Linked DNA regions of Sus scrofa: region 2 is linked to region 1. Evidence: chromatin contacts called from public Hi-C data. All regions are on one chromosome and are shown on one strand. The core of a region is the stretch at or near the end of the contact, and the rest is flanking DNA. Distances in the headings are between cores, read along the strand shown.

Region 1 (3,253 bases), core at 663-3,162:
CGAGGAGGAGGCAGAGCTCTTACATGATTTCACCCAGAGATCTCTCCTGACCTAGCGGTCGGGTAAATAGTCTGCCAGGAGCTGGGTGCCTGGTGGAAACATATGTGAAAATGCTGATGAAATGGAAGGCTTTGGCTCAAGTTGTAGAAACCCCCTTCGGTGACCTGAAGGAAGCCAGAAACCCTAGAAGAACATGCAAGATTCTTTTCTGAGCCATCCCAGAGATTTCTCCTTTTTGCCCCAGTGGAAACAGGGCAAATAGGACTGGATGTCAGTACCTGGAGTTCAACAATTCAGAGTCGAACCTGAGAAATACTAGGTTCTCATAGATGGGTTTAGATGAATGCATCCTTCTTGTCTGCCAGGCTGGTGGCTGGAAAAACATCTGTTACACATTTTAATGGGGTGGGTGGGTCTTCTGAACACATCACGTGATGCCGTAACCCAAAAGAGTGATGTAAATGATAGGGAAATTTAGAGATCACAGCTGGCCAGAAACAAAATGTGACATTGGCCCTTTAAGGCTTTGTCCTTCTGACCATTCCAGGTTCCTAATCCTCCTGCCAAGTGGGCTGGAGGCCAAAATATTTCTTAACTTTGCATTTATTTCAGGGTGTTAATCTCATAGGCAACCAACTCCTATTTAATAAACTCAAAACTCCCCAGGCCCTCCCCCTCAGGGATGCCTGCGTCTGTTCTCCCAGAGGCTCAGCATACATGTGCCTGCCCCTGTCTTTTCCTGCCTGCCCAGGGTGTTGACACAGCAGTGTCAGGACATCACGCAGCTGTCATCAGCCCCATGCCACAGATGGTCCCTCAATTATGCATCCCCCTTCCCAGGGCGCCTGCCTTGGCCACTCGAGCAGTCTACCTGCCACTGAGTTTCACATGGAACTCCAGAGGCCAGGAGGAGAAGCCAAGTGGCATGGGCTTAAGAACCTTTCGCTCCAAGGCGGGCTGGCAGAGGGAGTGGATTCCCCAGCCCTTCCTCAGCCCCATTTTTAATCACTAACCAAGGAAGGTAATGAGAACGTACTTGAATTACAAAGATTCCCATTTATTACTCTGGCCGCCCCTCCACAAAGCCTCCCTTTGGCAAAAACAGATCACTATTGACACTTTTAGAAGGCCCTGGGCCCCTCTCAATTATTGGCCTAATCTCTGCCTGCTCTGAAAGCAGAATTCTTTCCTAACTAGATTTTTTCAAAAGTTAAGAGGCTACTCTCTGCTTTCTTCAGCAGAAAGACTTGGTGAGCTAATGTTGGTATGTTTCATGGCCTCCGCAGCATCTGCAGGATGTGGAAAGAGAAGAAACAAACCAGATGTTTCCAAAAGGTAGCTCCACTAAGCCTTCTTAACATAATTATTGCAATAGTGTATCCGCATTTTATGGTCCCGCTTCTCTCTTGATACCTTGGGAACTTTTCCTGGAGAAATCCAAACCAGTAGATCTGAGTTCCCTCTAAACAGATTTGCAACCTTAAAAAAAAAAAAAAAAAAAAAAAAGAGAGAGAAAGAAAGAAAAAAAATTTGACATATATCCCCCATTAAATCCAAATTTCCTTTATCAAATTTTCGAAGGGAAAAATAGATTAAGGACATGTAGATATTTATCTCAGCCTTCAACATTTACACTCATTTGGTTAATTAGCACTTAATTACACTGTCAAAGGGGAAAATTTTACCACGGGGCGCGGGCAGACCAATGCCCTCCCTTCAGCCCCTCACTTCTGCCGAGAGAGAGGCCAGACCTCTGCTCCGAGCCAACTCCTTCCTCACGAAACATTCGTAATGATTACTTGACAAGGACTGTAGATACAAAATTGTGCAATGGAGAGCTATCACTCACGGGGGCCACGCTGAGGTTCTCAAGCTGGAGCAACAGTGCCCCCCAAAGCAAGCAGTCAGAAACATCCTGAAAGGCAACACGGGTCTGCCCAAACTTCTATTTTCTGCTTCATAAGCCAGGGAGCTATTTTAAGAGTTGCTGGCCGAAAAGCAGGCTCTATTACAACCAGACAAGCATTCCAACCAAGCTGGGGAGCCTCCGCTGGAAGCGGAGAATGTTTCCACCTATTCTAACTCAGACGCCGAGAATTCTCCGCGGAGAAGAGGGGGGTGGGGAGCAGGAGAGACACAGTAGAAAATCGGAAAACTTCAGAAGTCTGCCGAACTCAAGGGAACAAAGTCTAACTCAATTAATGCATAAATCTTATTAAGCGAAATGCAGCTGAATAGAGTCATTTGTCATCAGAGTTTCTCCATCTTGTAACAAATGGCAATATTTGGGGGTCTCACGGGTTCTCTGCCAAGGGGAAGACGTCATTAAAGCTGCTGGAAAATAATAGTATTCGAATTAGTTTAATTATGATGTGATGAATTATCAAAGCATTTTTTAAAAACAATATGCAATTAGCCTTTTTTTTTTTTAAGCCAAAGACTGTTTTCCAAAACAGGAAATGAAGCATAACACCCTTAATTTCATCGTTGGGGCAAAGTCCTAGACACCCTGATGCAGTGGTACAATGAGCATGTAATGAAACCAACTGTCCCCGCTCCAGCAACGCCCTTTGTGCATTGACTAGAAGGGCTTTTGGCTCCAAGAGTGGAAACTGCATTAAGCCAGAGCCTAACCCAAATTTTCTCTTTCAAGTTCTAAGCCCTGTTTTCTATTTTCCTTTATATCTTGGATAGGGTCACCCTATAAGAAATGAAATCTCACATTCCTGAAAGACAGTGAACTGATGAGGTCATATCAGCCTGCTTGGCTTTTATACTGCTCTTGAGGGTATTGCAAGGGGAAAAATAATAATAATAATAATGTGGTATTGGAAAAAGGGAATGAAAATGAGGACGCCTGAACATCAAACTTTTAAAACCAAACTGTATAATCAACAACACAATCGGATAAGCACCATCAGGAACAACCCCTCCCACTCCTTCACAAAAAACCACAAAGAGACCCCCAGCCACCATACTCCCACCAGAACAGCTAAAATTAAAATGGCTGATAAAACCAATGAGAGAAAATTAAAATTCTCATGCATCTTCAGTCAGAGCATTAATTGGTACAACCACTTTGGAAAACTGTTTGATGGTGTGTATTAAATATATAAATCCTAAGACCCAGCAGTTCTGTCCCTGGGTGTGTATCTAACCTAGATGGGCATATGTGTCAACCAAAAGGCTTGTACAAGGATGTTCACAGCAGCTTGATTCATATCAACTCCATCCTAAAGGCTCATCATTTGTA
Region 2 (3,065 bases), core at 133-2,632, 350 kb before region 1:
ACAGAGGGCTTCCTATGGGCTAAGCCACCATCAGCACCCCTCTGGATCACTCAGTGGCCTCCTACTTGTATTCTCTCTGGCCCTCTTTGATGCCTTTTCCATAGAGCAGCAAAGGGTTGCTTTTGTAAAGCTGATCTACAAAACTGATTTTCTCTCTCTTCCCATTCTTCCTGCTTCACAAACTATTATTCCATACTTCTGATGATATTCCACTGACTTAAAGGAATAGCCCAGTAAGTCAGCATCTGCCTATTAAAAATTCGGACTAAAAGCCTAATCATCCCTCCTCTTCCTTTTAAAATCTTCTTCAAATAGTCCAACAAAGTGAGTAAATAGTCCCTCCTCTGCCCCAGATACTCACCTCCAAAGGGAACATGGCTTGAAAAATAGCTGATGGTCTCTAAAACCCACAAGAGACTACCATGCAAATAGTTGAGTTCACCAAGAATTTGCTTCAGGGAATACCACATGACATAATTTGATCTCCTTTATCTCAGCAAGGATTAAAAAGGCCAGCAGCCACAGGGAGACATGACAAAACCCATGGAGTATGGCAGGGGAACTAGGAAGCTGCTCAGGGAAGAGCATCTCTTTACATGGACATGCCAAGCCAAGAGGAAAGGAGTGAGACTGGTTCAGGAGGCATGAAGTCCTCTTCTTGATGCCCTGCTCTAGGTCCAAAGCACCTCTATCCAGACTTCATCCCAAGTATAACAACTTGAGAGATGAATTGTCTTTTCTTTGGCCTTGTCCTTAAACCATGGGTAATTTGGCACTATTCTTTGCATGATTTGTCCTCTCTGACAATGAGCAGACTCGGGCTTGTGAAAATGGAAATGAATTTACTCGCTATTCTTCTTGAGTTCATCTATTTCAGGACTACTTCTTTGGGCATGGGCTAGGAGACCGCACTGCTTTCCAGTTGTGGAAACATCTTTTAATAAAACAACTGGAGGAGACTTGGCATGAGAATGCACTTGGCTGATGGGTTCCCCAGCCAGTACTACCTCTCTCACGAAGCAGGGAGAACCAAGCCACTGTCTACTTGGCTGGGCTGGACCCACTCCATTCTGCATATCTTGCCTGTTTAAGATAGAGTGTAATTTTTAAAATATTTCTTTATACAATATTAAGCAGACATGACACCATTCGGTGCTAAATGGTAATGATGAGTGTTCAAAGGTGAATTGCAGCGCATTGGCCATTTAGAGAAATGTAATTAATATTGCTGGCAACATCTACTATAAGGCAGCACCGCAAACTAACCATTGGATTTCATAACAAAGTGCCATTGTGATCGACTAAAGCAACACTCTCCTTTTAGGTGCTGGATTAGAATCCAGGCGCGTCCACAATGCAGTCTTTACACATCATCGACTTCCACACAGGACATAAATTGCACTAATATAGTAATACACTGAAATCTCAGACCAACTGTTTGTCATCGGATTAGAATGTGATGACACAAAATAAAGATGTGAGATGGAATCTGTGCTGAGGTCTGAATTCACATTAGAAGTCTGGAAAGAAAAGACTGTTTATAAAATTATAGCCCAGGAATTGTAGCCAAAATCAGCGTTTGGTGCAGCTGGAAATGGGATGGAATCCACCTCCCTGACATTAGACCCACCCACTGGAATGCTGCTCCTCAGCCTGGCCTGGCACTTCCCTGACTGGAAACTGCGTGTAATATTACAAAGCAGGAGCTGTCATGCCAGTGCTGTTGGCCTTTAGGGATCTTTATGGCAGGTGAGTCATTTCCCCTCTTCCACCCCACAAAAAGAAGGTCATCAGAGCATGTGCGGTTTTAGCATTCATATTTGCCATACCCGGCTTTTGAGTTTTATTCAAAACTGCCAAATTTCATGAGTCCTACTTCCAGGACCTCCACATTTGATGATGAGGTGCTTGTTCTTTTTTCTCTCCTTTTTTTTTTTTTTTTTTCTTTTTAGGGCCACACTTGCGGCATATGAAAGTTCCCGGGCTAGGGATGGAATCAGAGTTAGCTGCCAGCCTAGGCCACAGCCACAACAACTCAGGATACTAAACCCACTGAGTGAGGCTGGGGATCAAACCTGCATCCTCCTGGTTACTAGTTGGGTTCATTACCACTGAGACACCATAGGGGAATCCTCTTCTTTTTTCCATTCTTGTTCAACTCCCTTCTTCATCTTCTTTTCCCAAGAAATGATGACACCCTTGGTACAGATTCTGCCTCCACAGACACTGTGTTATATATTTACCAAACCCAAGAAAACATGTTTATTTTTGATCATTGAGAAACACTCAGGCCATGTATGGGTGCCATGGAACAGGTATTGATGCAGAAGTTTTGTCAAGAATAGAGAGAAAGCAAAATTTGATGGAATGATTTTTGCACTTCTGAAGTTCCTAGATGATTATTTTGAAGGTTTTTTTTTTAAAAAATATAAAGGTATATTTTTAAAATATATTTAAAAATATAAAGGCTTGGAGTTATGTTCACTATATAAAAATATTTAAATATTTCAACTGGTTTGGAGACATCAGGATATAGGGTTACCCTAAGCTTTGACTAAGCTTTAATACACATCATGGAAATTGATCCTCAGAAACTGACATTAGGCAGGAAGGCTGGAGATTCATTTAATGCTGTAAGAAAACTGATGTTTAGAGATGTGAGGTGAGTTGCCTAAAGATACCTCCTAAGTGACAGAGCCTAAGTCGTTAGAACCCGAGGCTTCGGACTCTTAAACCAAAGTTCTACCTCCAAAACATCATTTAAAAAGTAGTGTTTAGTACTGGGTTCTGGTCAAAGAAATCCGCAGATTCACGGCCATGGATTAAATCAACTAACCTTTCTACCTCTCAGTTACAACCAATCCATATATAAAGCTGCCTTTATTATCTCAACTACGTCTTTAAAAGTTAGCTAATATGCCTTTTTCATATTATGCAAACTCCTACCTGCAATAGGCAGTAAGAAGTCGATAATGATGGATTGACTTGCTAACATTTATTCACAATCATTTATTGAGCACTTGCTAAGTGCCGGGTTCTTCACTAGAGTATAAGCTATTTATTAA

What was found. A called contact is a pair of places that touch in the nucleus more often than the background predicts.
Region 2: a contact with region 1 is called in a Hi-C map of embryonic fibroblasts, with 3 times the contacts expected there. The contact joins two enhancer-like sites. A contact is called at or near these places in 1 of 47 Hi-C or Micro-C datasets (embryonic fibroblasts) and 1 of 2 datasets of contacts at active chromatin or transcription factors (skeletal muscle).

What each region holds. Positions count from the first base shown.
Region 1 is chr3:74,509,295-74,512,547 of Sscrofa11.1, reverse strand. No RefSeq gene overlaps it. Among named protein-coding and RNA genes, the nearest start is that of ETAA1, 230 kb to the left of the region's middle. Within about 2 kb of position 1,912, at least 26 of the 83 cell types and tissues checked have an H3K27ac peak or open chromatin away from gene starts, as enhancers often do. A contact at or near this core is called in embryonic fibroblasts and skeletal muscle, where this site is marked.
Region 2 is chr3:74,862,233-74,865,297 of Sscrofa11.1, reverse strand. No RefSeq gene overlaps it. Among named protein-coding and RNA genes, the nearest start is that of ETAA1, 130 kb to the right of the region's middle. Within about 2 kb of position 1,382, at least 9 of the 83 cell types and tissues checked have an H3K27ac peak or open chromatin away from gene starts, as enhancers often do. A contact at or near this core is called in embryonic fibroblasts and skeletal muscle, where this site is marked.